Linked DNA regions of Gossypium arboreum: all the other regions are linked to region 1. A link is a contact called in public Hi-C data. All regions are on one chromosome and are shown on one strand. Each heading gives the region's core, a stretch centred on a gene start, on an enhancer-like site or on the middle of the called end of the contact. The rest is flanking DNA. Distances are from core to core; before and after follow the strand shown. Region 1 holds the start of LOC108485915 (zinc finger protein GIS3-like). Region 2 holds the start of LOC108475966. Region 3 holds the start of LOC108455989.

Region 1 (4,772 bases), core at 332-2,831:
ATTTCAACGTCAATCACGCTAACATCCTAAACAATTATTATTCATCATCAACACGTAAAGATGGGTCTCTTTTCGTAGTTGTAAAACACCTGAACATTCATTCCTTCATTTTCTTCCCCCTTTCCGTCCATTAATTTCGATACCCCCCAAACCCTACTTCCATTTATATTCAGACCAGGCAAGTGAAAGCTTTGCTTCACGTGGTTGACTTAGACTAAACTCCCATCTTGCCATTGCCAGAAAGTTTTATCTGATGTGAAACATGCGTAACCCTTTCTAGATATGCACCTGCCCTATAACCCTACAACATTATATAATGCATGAGTGTATTGACACTTTTAAAAGTTTGGGGTTGTGTGGAAGAGAAGTTCTATATCTATGTCATCCATGAATAGTTAGATTATCGATATATCGCCATTACCATACGTTTAAAACTTGAAATTCAAGGTTTTTTTCCCCACCTTTTTTTTCCTTTGTGTGTGTGTGGGGTAATTTTGGGAAACACAGCTAAGTGGTGCTATATATATATATATATGCATGCATGGATTTACATGTTAGATTTAATTTGACTTTTTAGAGAGAAATGAGGGGCGAGAGTGGTGGTGGGTGGCGGTGTCGGCTCCTGAGATTGAGCTGAAGTGAAGCGCGGGAGAGAGAGAGAGAGAACAAATAAAAACAAAAATTAACAACTATAAAAGAGGAGAGAGAGAGAGAGAGAGAGAGAGAGAGAGAAGGCATTTTTGGTAGCAGAGAGATTTGCCAGGGAATTAAAGACTTAAGAGATGGGCATCACGGCGTTTCATTGGAGACAGTTCCACTAACGTTACTGTTTTCTTAATTAATTAATCTACTTGATAAATAAAGAAAGAAAGAAAGAATAAATTCATGGTGATTACCAAAAAAAGGTCCCCAGTTTTCCAACATGTGTCATCATCTCGAATGGAATCTTTTTATTAGTACACTCATTTTGTTTGTTAGTAAATTTAGTTAATTAAAAACCATACCCTGTTGATGCCCACCATGAACAGGGATCTAGCTACCTATAGAGTCTACATAGACCTCACTTCACTTCAGATTACCCTCACCGGCTCCTTGGAATTGAACGTGTCGTGTAAGAACATTATTTAGAAATCTGTCATTAACCCAACCAATGTATGAAAACAACTTTATTAGCTTCTCATTGGCCATTCAAACCTTTTCCATCTACAGCATAGTGGTCCAGATCACTCCCCCTTACCTCCTATCTGTTTTCTAACCTAATTGCTTCACGTTCTCTACAAAAGTTCCCATTATATTAAGAACCTCCCACAATTGCTTTTTGGATACCCATTTTCACTCAAATGATGCTCCTTATTTAAAATAAATAAATAAACATGGACCAACTCAATCATTTTTATTCTTGTATGTATAAATATAAACAAGCTTTAAAAAAACCCCAAAAAAGAAAATAAATGCAACGCAATGCATTGATGAAGTAACAGTATCAAATTAGAGAAATAGGTACACTAAGCGAAGACAAGGCTTGGGTGAGGGTCCCAAGTCAAGTGTTCTCGGGTCTTGTCGTGTTCCCTAATACTCTCTTTTTCTTTTTCCCCCTTGGGATATCCGAAATCTTTCTCTTTCATCCTAAGTTGTACTGTTCATGTTCTACAAATCCTTTTTTTTTTTTATCATGTATATATACCCCCACACATGCAACTCTTCCCCTTACATTACATTACATTGAACAACTAAACTATTCTTCTTCATTTCTCTTTCTATTTTTCTCTAGTTAACATGGCAGAGTTAGAATACCAAGCTAATACCAAAACCAACAGCGCCACTACTGCACGTCTAAAGCTCTTCGGCTTCAACGTCTCAGAAGATGATGATGTTTTGGAATCCAGCACCACCAAAGATCCATCATCAGGGTCTTCAGAGCCAGGTGGCTTCCCTGCTCCTGGTGACCGCAAATACGAGTGTCAGTATTGTTGCCGTGAGTTTGCCAACTCTCAAGCTTTAGGAGGTCACCAGAACGCTCATAAGAAGGAAAGGCAACAGCTCAAGCGTGCTCAACTTCAAGCCACTCGAAGCGCCGCGGTTTCGTTTGCTAGGAACCCTATCATCTCTGCTTTTGCTCCTCCACCGCATCTCTTAGCGTCGGCTACACCCGTCGTGGTGCCAGCTGCGGCGGGACCGTCTTGGGTTTACTTGCCACGAGGAGGGCCACCTCCTTTCCACGTCTCACATGGCTGTGTGATTCCAAGCGCTGGTGGTGGAGGAGGAGGTGGTGGAGTGGGGAGGGGGCCAGCGGGGGTACCTTATGGTGGTGGTGGTGGTGGTGGTGGTTTGGGGGATCCGGGCGTAAGCGTTGGCCCCCAAGTGATGCAAGGTGGGGGCCACCATGGACGTGGTGTTGATGGACCCTCGTTGCGTAGGTTTTCAAAGGGAGATGGTGGCCCCAGTTTTGATGATGCATTGGGCTTAGATTTGCACCTTAGTCTTGCTCCAGCCAGGCCTTGACTCGGTCTTTAGTGTTTGGGATCTTTGTACATTTTCAAACAATTTTATTTTTTTATTTATTTTTATCAGGGAAATTATTTGTTTCACTTGCACAAAACTTTTTTTCCCCTTTTTTAAAGTTATATAATCACTTAACTTTCCTCACCAATTTTAATTTTGTATATTAAGATCTAAATTTAGAATAAAAACTTCATGTATGTAACTCAATTTTCCTCACCAATATGAATTATCTTAAACATCTAAATTTAGAACCAAAACTTTCATGCATATGAGTTAATAGCTTCTTCCCTACTATTATTCTATGTAGCTAAATAAATTAAAAGCTGAAATTCTAGCATCCAAAAATAGGAGCCTAAATAATTAAAAAGGATGGAAACAGTGAGGCACATTTGACATTAGACAAATTTTGTGTCCGTACCTTACAATATATATGCAATTAATGTGTTTATCAAATGAAACACACCCTACAGCTTCACTGGTTGGTTGGTCATTGATGAGTAATGTCGAAAGGTAACACCACAATTTGTCTCTTCCAGCTCCCCGCAAGGAAGCTTATGTGTTAATTTTACGCTATTTACAGAGAATCTGCGTCTGCTAACTTGGTGAGGTGGGGGAAAATGGGGACTTAAATTGGAGACATAATCACCATCCAATCCAGCTCAGTTGTTGTTATACAATATGACCTTTATTATTTATCTCTTACCAATAAGAAACCTTAATTTGCAACCAACAGGAATGGTCTTGAATTGTGTTGTGACACTGCTGTCAGCATTTCCTAGCAACAAAGTTAATTAGCCAATTGCCCCCCAACTTAATGGCAATTGATAAAGAAAGGAGTCTAAGTTCTTGGAACCACTAGGGGTTCTCTCTCTGTGTGTCTTTCTAATAGATTTAAGCCGGGTTGCAACTTGAAGCCATTATCAGTATCTTTTCAAACTTTTCAAGTCGAGATCTATGTCTTAAATCATCTCTAACCTGAAAGAATACAATAACAGTTATGTTGTCAGTGTGAGTACAAACAAGACATGTTAAAGTGAGTTTGATAAAGTCTTAATATGCTTAAAAAAGAAAGGACCAATTGATGGAGGTGCAAACACATGAAGCATGCATGCAGGCCTGTTTCTCCTATACAAGCTGTTAACACTTTTTTGTACTCTCAGGATTATCCATCTAATTAGTTTTGATATTAGAGCATCATTATTACTCTTTTACTTTTCTTACATGTAGCATTATTTTTATCCAATCCCCAATTTATGTTTTTTATATATATAAAATTTATTTCTTGTTGCAAGGACAAATTAAGTAACCCGGTGGTTGTTTTTCCTTTGGAAGGTCAGATATTATTACAGAACTTGTGCATTCTAGTCCCAAGAACTCCAACTAACCATTTGATAGTCTGTTGGTGTTTTCTTTTCTCTCAAGTTGACTAGAAGATGATGAAAAATGGGACCCCATTACATGCAAATCCAACCCATATTTCTTCATCTTCCCCACATTTTTGAAATCAGCAGCTGCAACCTTAGTGTCTGAAAATGCCTGGAATCATTATTAATTTAGGATTTAAATATTTAAGATCTCTTCAGTACTGTACTGATTAAGAAGTTGAGAGAGATGAGGAATAAAATAAATGAATTTGGTTGAGAAAACAATGGGATTCTTATAAATCAGAAACTAAGAGCTTGTGGGGAAAAAGAAGCTTACGTGTAAGCACTTAAGCAAAGATAATGAATGGCAAAGCACCTAATGCATCATCCTAGGGTTTGTCCACTAACTTAAAACAGCTGATTAAACTAAATTATAAATTGGTCAAAAGGGCAGGTGGTCACCCCCAAAATGTCCATAAGGTCGGTGACAGGTCTTCTCCTCATCCATTGGCACTTCCCTAAAGCCATTTTTCTTAACCTTTTTTTTTTTTTTTTTTGTTGTTAAAAAGTGACTGTTTTAATTGATTAGGGTTAGCATGCATAGGCAAGTCTTGTATCATTTGAATAGAAATATCTAGATCCGATAATTTCATACACGACAAAGATTAAAAAGTTTCGGAAAAACAGAACACAATATGATTATTTTTTCAAGCAAGTAAAATGTATAGCAAGAAAATGGAAGATTGTTGCATTTGAAATGGGTGGTTTGGAAGAATTTGATAATATGAATGGTGAAGATATATATATATATAGGTAGTACAAGTGGGAAGCCAAGGAATAAGGTTCCACGAGAGAATCTTAATTTGATTGGATACTTTGGAGGTTTAACTCCCATAGTTCAGCTGA
Region 2 (4,344 bases), core at 113-2,612, 160 kb before region 1:
TAGAAAATCTTAACGATAAAGTCTAGATCTAGGTTTCAAACAGAGATTTTCTATCACTATTATGATGTTTTCAACTATTTTCAACCACCAAAATCCCGTGTCCTTGTGTGTCTCGCCGTATCTGATTTTTTTTTTTCCGTATTTTGATGTGTCTGGTAGGTATTCCGGCATGTCCATGTCGGGTAACCTGTTGAGATAGGTACGAGGGACTTTCCGGCGTGTCCGTGCTTCATAGCTAATAAGCTTTTGGTAACAATTAAAGATAAAATCTGCCCTCTTTTTGGCGAGCCCCAATTTGATCAATTTTACAACTTAACAAACTCTCAGCTGAAGCCCTTTGTAGATCAAGTTAATCTATGAATTAAAAATCTCCATTTTATTTTTTCACCCAATAACTTCTCTTATGCATTTTTAGAAATAAGCATCGAGATTCTAGAAGACTTAGCCAATACAAAGTTAAACCAACTATATTTAGCTTGATGAACGAGTACAATAAACATACCTTGACAATTTTGATTTCCGTCCAACAATTTGCCCATAATAAACACAGTATTAACTGGAAACCCAGGTCCGAACTCAGCTTCCTCCACATACTTGAACAAACTCCACTCCCCTACATCATTCACCTTTAAACCCAATTTTTCCAGCACCTAGAAAGAATAACGAATTAACCACCATCAGATAACAGAAACTCGAAAATGAAATTATTCATTTAAAAAGGAAATAAAATTGACCCCAGTAAGAGCAAGTTGGACATCAAATTTAGTCAAATCAATGTTGTGAGAGGACTGGGCGCCCTGGATAACGATCCCAGGGTGGGAGTGATCGTGTTGAAGGTTGAGAAGCGTGGAAGGAAGGTCCCAGAGATCAGAATCCACATAAGAATCGTACTGGTCTTCGCTGAATTTAGGCGGTGGAGTTTGCTTAAGGAGGAGGAATTCAGCGTCGTTTGACTGGTTTTTGAGGATAACAGCAAGATTATGAGTAGCCATTTTTTTCCTACTTTTTTGGTTGTTAGAGAAATGAGAAGAAGGTTGAATCCATAGTGAGGAAGGTGATTAAAACGTACAGCTTAAATGGTTGTCGACGGAAGGTAGGCTGCGGCGGGTAGGTAAATTATTGGTTAAGAATTAAATAAAATAAAAGTGCTGATACTGGTACTGAGACCGGGAGTTCATAGCTTAGTTGGCGGTTGATGACCAGGGACGGAACTACGTGGAGAGACGAGGTAGGGATGCCACTGAAGCGGCGCCGGGTGGATGCTACACCACCATAATTAGCAGGCTTTGCTTCACTACTCGCTCTACAGTGAATGTTGAATGCATCTTCAATTTCGCTTCAATTTAATTTTTACTATTTATTTTTAATAATTTTAATATTTTTAAAATCAACTAAATAATTAAATGTAATTTTTTAAAAAATATTTCAACATAAAAAAAGGATAATGCAGACATGCAATTACTATTGTAAGACCCAAATTTTGCCCGGGACCCAATAAAACTAAACCCAAATTAAACCTAGCCTATTATCCAGTTACAAGCCTAAACCCAATTTTGGCCCAACCTAATCCCAACACAAACACAAAAAAAAATAAATAAATAAATAAAAACCTTGGCCACCTAATCCACCACCTTTGTTGGCCACCCACCTTGGCCACCAACTCCACCACTCTTGGCCACCTAAATCACCCCAACCACTCCACTTGTAAAATTTGGCTATAAAAGCCATTCAAGACTTTGTTTTAGGGGGTTTTGGGTTTTTTGGAGGAGGATTGTTCTTTGTTTTGGAGGAGATTTTTTTTTATTTTTTGGAGGTGTTTTTTTGTTTTTTTGGAAAGAAGGTTGTTTTTGTTTCTTGGAAAGGCTAGTTTTTGGAGATTAATCAAAGATCAAAGTAAAAGAGGTTTCTTTTGTCTATTCTCATCTTTAGTTCTTTGTTTGTTTATTGTTTTCCTTTCAATTTTATTTTGTTTTTTTTATACGAAAGTAAAAATAAAAGTAAGAAGTTTACCCATATTTTCATTACTGAAAAAGGTTTTTTTAGGTCCCATTGTCAGTGTGTGGTGGTACTGATGATGTGCCCATGGAGGGTCTATGATGAAATAAAAGTTTTAATTAACTACGGATTTAGAAAAAGGAGAAAGAGAGTTGAGAGCTTTGTTTTATTATTTTATTATTTTTACTATTATTTATATTATTATTATTTCTCATGTATATATTATTATTTATATTATTATTATATTATATATGCCTCTCCATATTTATTTATATTATTACTATCATTATTGTTACTTTTATTATTTTTATTTCTAACTACTATTATTATATATATATATATGTATTATTGTTTGTATTATTATTATTATTATCACCCTATTGTTATTACTTTACTTTTGTATTCTAATATATTATTAATATTACTCATATTTTCATTATTTTTGCTATCACTATTATTATTATATATTAGTGTATATTTTTATGTATATATATATATTTATATATAGTATTGTTTTTATTACTTTAATTTAATATTTTTATTATATTTGCTTTTTGTATTTCTATATTTATTATTATTATATAGTAGTGTGTATTTCTATTATATACATATATATATATGTATTTATATATAGTATTATTGTTTACTTTACTTTAATATTATTCTTATTATCATTATATCCAACCCAATAATAATTCTTTTATAAAGTAATATTCAGTATTTGGTAATTCGAGACAATCGTGCCCTAACTTATTGGGTTTCGATTTTCTCCTTTAACCTAAATAACGGAATACTCTTTTAAATCGTGACATGAGTTTTGAAAAATGTTTATTCTCGGAGATACGAGGTGTTGTGCCCTAACTTCTCGGGTATGGCATTTTGTTACATCGAAATAAGATTTTTGCAAGTAAAGGCAATATTCAAGTGTTTGAGAATTGAGGAAACGTGCCTAACTTACTGGGTTTCGATTTTCCTCGCTCACCTTAACTAATGAATAACTTTTTGAAATACACGAATTTTTATATAAAAGGCAAGCTCGTTCTCGAAAATTCAAGATGTCGTGTCCTAACTTACTGGATGTGACATTTTATATTGTGAGACGAGAAGGTCCTTAACATTTGAGCATTTTCTTTACAAAGAGGGTCATATTTTAAATTCTTTCAAGTTTTCAAATTTTCGACACTAAGACACTAATTAATCAACTAGGTACCAATTTTGGGCGATCGAGGGTGCTAATCCTTCCTCGTATGCGTAACCGACTCCGAACTCATTTTCGATTTTCAGAGACCAAAATTATTGTTTTAGTAAATCTTAACTTTTATTAAAATGATTAACTTAAGGTGATCCGATCACACCTAAAAAGATTGGTGGCGACTCTGTTGCTTTTTTTCTCTAAGTCGATACCGCTTTTTCAAAAAAATGGTTACGACGACTTAGCGACTCACTGGGAGTTTTATAAGAGAGTCTAGCCACAAGTTGATTAACTTTTGTCTTTTTCGAAAATTGAGAATTTGGTTTTGATATACGATCACTTTATTGCGCTTTCACCCGTTTTCGATCTGCTTTTCATCATTTTATTCCTATTTTCTTTAATTGTTTCAAGTTTCTATGCATATATCTTCTCGCATTGCATTGCATGACCGTTGTGGTCACACCCTTAAGTAGGAGTGAAAAACTACGCCTTCGTGAGGTTTTCACCTCTGTGCAAGATAGTGGATCACTTTCGGAATACATCCGTACCTATGGTTTCGTGAGATTTTCATCTCCGTGTAGCCATAGGGAAATGTATTCTCCTGAATTGAACTCGATTCAAATGAGCCTATAATGGGTGAGGATCGAGGAATCTGCTGGTTCAGTACCCTTACTCTAGAACCAAACCACATATAGAGAGACCTAGAGCCCACCTAGGTAGAGCCACTCCAACCCCTAGTGGTCACCCAATTGCTTTATTTGTTATTTATTTATCCTACACTAACGTGTTTTATTTTTGTTTTGTTTATAATTGCATTACATTACATCATCCTAGGAAGGAGGTGTTAATTCATATTTGATTGCTAAATAGAACAGTTTGTCATAAGAAAACGAATTTTTTGATAAAGTGGATTATAATACGGTTGTCTAAATATGATCCAAGTGAACACATGAAAGAAGACTGATAGCTTGTAAAGAAATACAAGACTTCGCTTCATTGCCTGAAGACAGAAACTGACAAAGATTATTCGAGAGCCGTCACATCTTGACCTTCTTAAAGGAGCTGACAAGTATCACAAGAATAAGTGAGCAACGAGTCGCAACTGGATCGAGCAAAAAGGAGTTAATATAGACATCTCTTGGAGAATTCACGACTCG
Region 3 (4,811 bases), core at 2,102-4,601, 150 kb after region 1:
GATTTTGTGATGACTCGAAACATCCAGTGTCGAGAAATGATGGAAGATGTTCAAAGGCAAATGGCAGGTTTCAACTTCCAGGACCGTGAGAGCACAGGGCCGTACCCTTCAGTTGGACAGCCCCGTCAAAATCCAAGATCCAGTACACAGCAACTAACAGAATCTCAGAGTATATCCCATCCTTCACCGCAAACCCCTTATTATAGGCCTCCTGAGCAGCCAATGCATGGGTATGGTCATCCTCCTCCCCCATATACTGCCCCACAGCAACCATCTCCTTACCATGTTCCCCCATCAACCGGTGCTCCTTATCCTCCCCCACATGCCCAACAACATGCACCCGTTGGCCATGAATACGGCCAACCTGCCTATCCTGGGTGGCGTGGGCCATATTATAATGCCCCTGCAGAGCAATCTGGGTCTCATCCTCGACCTCCATATACCATTCCAAATCCGTATCATCCCCACCAAAGTGGCTATTATAAGCAATGATCATCTAGTCCAACCTTTCTCCTTTATAAATAATATTTTTTAATCGTGATATATAATGATTTACTGTATGTTGTATTTTTTTTTTTTTTTTGCTTCTTACCTGCTGTGCAATGGATATTGGATTCACGTAGATCTTGTCGTGTAACATATTCATTTTGGGCATTTGACGTCTGTTGGTCCTAATAATTTGTATGTGATGGCCTGATTTTCTTTCATGCTTTTCTATATGTCAATGACTTTTTTTTCCTTATTGTAGGGATCCTAACGATATTAGCACCATCTACGGGTTCATATTTTGGATTATTTTGTTTCTATTTTGGTCTGTTTTTATTTAGTGTAAATAGCTACCTAGTCATCACAGTTTAGCCGTCTTTGAAGAGAATTTACTAATGAAGAATTCATAGTGAACGGTTTGACATTTGTTTTAATGTTGAAGCTCCAACTTCATTCCATCGATTTCTTTTTTTCAGTTTTTAATGTAGTTTTTATTTTATTTATAAGCATTTTTAAAAAAAAAAATATGATTGGGCTTTGGAAATATTAAGAGGTAACGATGAATTGTCTTGAAAAGTATTGAAAATATAAAAAAAAAAATCAGATTAAGATTAGTAACTATGAAGTTGAGAAGAATAGGCGACATAAACTGGGCTTAAGACAGGTCCAAATATTATTACGCTGGTTAATAATATATGCGTGCATATGTGAGAAAAAATCGACCCATTATGAGAATTTCAATAATTAAAATATGATTGTTGGATGAATAATCACGTAGAACCAACCTAAAAAGAAAGTATAAAAGAATATGATAAATAAATGGGGCAAAATTATTAAAAAATTATAATAACTTGGAATATAATATAATAATAAATAATAAATAATAAATAATACAAACAAGATGAAACATGATACAAAGGAAGTTATAACATAACATAATTGTACGGCAGCCCTCTGAGAATTTAACATCTATTTAGTTTTTCAGAATTAGTCTAAATGTTGAACTTGAATTATTGATTTTTACTAATTCTTTTTATTTTTCATATAAAATGGTTTTGCTAATTCATTTCATGTCAATTAGGTCTAACAATTTTATCCAAATAGAGACTAACATCTCAAATTTCATAAAGCATGAGAGCCAACTTCTTACAAATTAGAGTAGAATGACTAATTTATTAATTTTCGTAAAGTAAAAATAAAAAATAAAAAGTTATAAAACAAACATCAAAGTTTATATAAAACAAATCAATAACATATAAAACGGTGAAAGTACCTAGTAGCTTCTTTTATTCTAGGGATTGGATTAAATTGAACTAGCCGGATCAATTTAATTTATGTATTATTAAAAAAATTTAAGAAAAAGAGTTAACATTTATTGTTTAACAATGTTAATATTTTAAAAGTTTTATAGTTTTTATAGTTTTTTTTTTTTAGATTTGTAAATTCATGTATAAGGATTAAATTGATCTAATCTTTGTAATAGAAATACTTAACAGGAATTTTACCCATATCAAACTCATGAATTCCGGCGACAATATTGCTCCCAATTTTATTTCCTTCTTTTCAGATTCCCAATCCCATCTGCATTCTTTTATTCCTACAATATATCAAAATCCATGGATATGATTTATGGGTATGGAGAAGGAAAGTCTGATACGTTGAATGATCCCAAGTCTAATTTGATGAATCTGACAAATAATAAGGTTAGAACAAAAATCTCGATTTATGTAATTAATTTTAATTTTTATGATAGTGAAAAATATTTTAAAATTTTAAAGAGATAATTATGAAACAAACCTCATAGAACAAATCACATTTTATCTCTAAAAATAAATAATTATTGTATATTTGTTGTAATTATGGAGAGTTTGGTTGAATTGAAAAATCAACGTATGTGAAGGTTGAAAATTTAGGTTTGACAAAGATTTGAATGTTGATAAATTAAAATAAGAAAAACATTTAATATCTAAATAATTTAATTTATGAAAAACATTTAAAATAAGAAAATAATTTAATTTACGAATAATAGTTAACGTTTGATAAATTATTAGAAATCCATAAAATCAAAATAAAAAAGTTTAAATATTATCACATATTAAATAGAACACGTGTCATCTTTTAACAATATATCAATCTGAAGCCCAGCATTTGGATACAAGGGGGAGAGAGAGAGAGAGAGAAGAAGAAGAAGCAAAATTTTGGTTTTAAGAAAGAAATGCGTTTAAGAAGAGATTTAAACGCCTCACCCAAATAATATGATTACTCAGGGATGGTCTGAAGCATGGGACGCCAAGCCTTCCTCAACACCATCCTATGCCTAAACCCAATCCACCCTGCCCGTGCCGATCCCGCTTCACCTCCCAACCCATTCACACCGCCAAGTTTCGTCGCCACTTGAACGTCGCCCTTCCCGCCAAATTCCTCCTTCACCACTTTTCCTTGGTCCTCCTCGTATCCTCCTCCTGATGATACGAATAAATCCTTCAAAGTGCGACCACTTAAATCCTTGTCGCCCTTCTTTTTCTCACCTGAAATGCCGAAGAAACTCTGTGGATACGCCATTTCCCGGCAACTTGACGATTTGCGACTACCGCTTCTGGTAAGAAGCATTCGGAGTGTGGTTTTAGGGCGGCGGAAGTTGAGGAGGGGGCTCGTCCTTGGACTTCGTGTTGGGCTTTGGGTGACGCCGCATTGTGTCGCCAATAGCTTGAATTTCTGCAGCGTCGTCATATTGGTTTCAGGTTGGGTCTGTGTTGAAGGGTTATATGGGGAAATTTTAAGTGAAGTGATTGGGAGGGTTTGGAATTTGAAACTTTGGCAGCAGAAGGATGGATTGAGATTTTGGGGGGTATTGGTTGCTTGAAAGCAAAAGAAAGGAATCTATGTTGGAGACTTTTGCATGCTTTTTCTTTATTAATTTTCAAAAGGGCAGTCTTTGAATAGAATTTTCTTTTCTCTTGGAAGAGATGAAAAGGTAGGACCCAAGAGCCAGCCCAGAGGCTGCATTTTCCAAGAAAATTCTAAATTTATACCCACTTTGGTCTTTCGATGATGACTGGAAACCATTTATCATTTTTATATATTTATTTAACAAATTTATATTAATTAATATAATATCTACTTGAAATGAAACATTTTAGTATAATGAATCCAGATCTCATATTTTTTCTACATTTAAAACATACAATATTTTTTTTCTAAATGAAATGCTAATTTCATCTGAAATTGTGATTCAATTCAATTTAAGTATTAATATTTATATTAAATCAAAATTATAAGGATATTATAAAAGTAATCATTTTAGCCCTCTATTAAATTATTCGACTCTTTTAGTCATTAACTTTGTATTTGTCAAATCATCACAAAAATGGATAGCAAAATATAATGTTTATTAACTTTATTAACATGACATGCACATGAATTGCCATGTGGATGCCGCCACGTCAGCAATTAATTATTTTTTAATATTTTAAAATTTTAAAAATTAATTGCTAATGTGGCATACATGTAAATAAGTTAACAGATGTTAACTTTTCCATCTATTTTGGAGTGATTTAATAAACAATACAAATTTAAGGACTAAAAGAGACGAAAAATTAAATGAATGGCTAAAATGACCCCCTTTCTTTTATGAATTTTTATAATTTTTAAATTATTTACATAATATATGAAGAGTTTTATTATTCTAAATGTGACCTAAATTTAAGTCGTGTTAATTATAATTGTTATTTAGGTTTTACATAACCCTGTCATTGTAATTAAAAAACATATTTTATAATATTAGGAAATAGTGATTCAATCTCTTCCCTAACCAAAGCATGAAACTCTATTGTCATAAAATGAGAGGCACGTGAATCGGGCATTTCATCTCCTTTTCCACCGCACATCTCCTTTCTAGAAAGAATAGAATCACGTGTCACCCTTCGAGGCACCAAAAACAACACCGTCCACTCCTACTTACATTTTCTTAATTTCTACCTTAAAATCATACATTATATTTTTTGAAAATTATAAATCTAGTGTAACTTTTTTTACTTTTCAAATTTTAAAATTTAAGTTTAAATATTAATACGGTTATTTTTTTTAAATTTAAATTGATTACAAAATTATTATTTTTAATCACATGACTACTAAGTAAGTTTTTTTTATTTCAAAATATCATAACAATAAATTTAATAAAAATTTAAATAACATTAACAATTAGATCTGAATTTTGAAATTTAAAAATAGAGATTAAATTTCATAAAATAAAAGTACAGGATTGAATTCTTAATTTTCAAAAAGTATAATGACTTATAGCATATTTGAATCTAATTTCTATGTTC

The links. A called contact is a pair of places that touch in the nucleus more often than the background predicts.
Region 2: a Hi-C map of leaf shows a contact between it and region 1, with 2.2 times the contacts expected there. The contact joins the promoter of LOC108475966 here to the promoter of LOC108485915 in region 1. A contact is called at or near these places in 2 of 5 Hi-C or Micro-C datasets (both in leaf).
Region 3: a contact with region 1 is called in a Hi-C map of leaf, with 1.9 times the contacts expected there. The contact joins the promoter of LOC108455989 here to the promoter of LOC108485915 in region 1. A contact is called at or near these places in 2 of 5 Hi-C or Micro-C datasets (both in leaf).

Annotation. Positions count from the first base shown.
Region 1 is chr3:10,370,187-10,374,958 of ASM2569848v2, reverse strand. LOC108485915 (zinc finger protein GIS3-like) reads left to right here and starts at 1,581. Exons shown (of 1, transcript XM_017789758.2): 1 at 1,581-2,599. The coding sequence starts at 1,777. The coding sequence ends at 2,502.
Region 2 is chr3:10,527,403-10,531,746 of ASM2569848v2, reverse strand. It overlaps LOC108475966, which reads right to left and starts at 1,362. Exons shown (of 12, transcript XM_053025515.1): 1 at 756-1,362; 2 at 503-650. The coding sequence starts at 992.
Region 3 is chr3:10,221,492-10,226,302 of ASM2569848v2, reverse strand. It overlaps LOC108455989, which reads right to left and starts at 3,351. Exons shown (of 3, transcript XR_008279945.1): 1 at 2,733-3,351; 2 at 1,992-2,083; 3 at 1,195-1,271. LOC108456975 (vacuolar-sorting protein BRO1) reads left to right here. Exons shown (of 8, transcript XM_017755750.2): 8 at 1-742. The coding sequence ends at 492.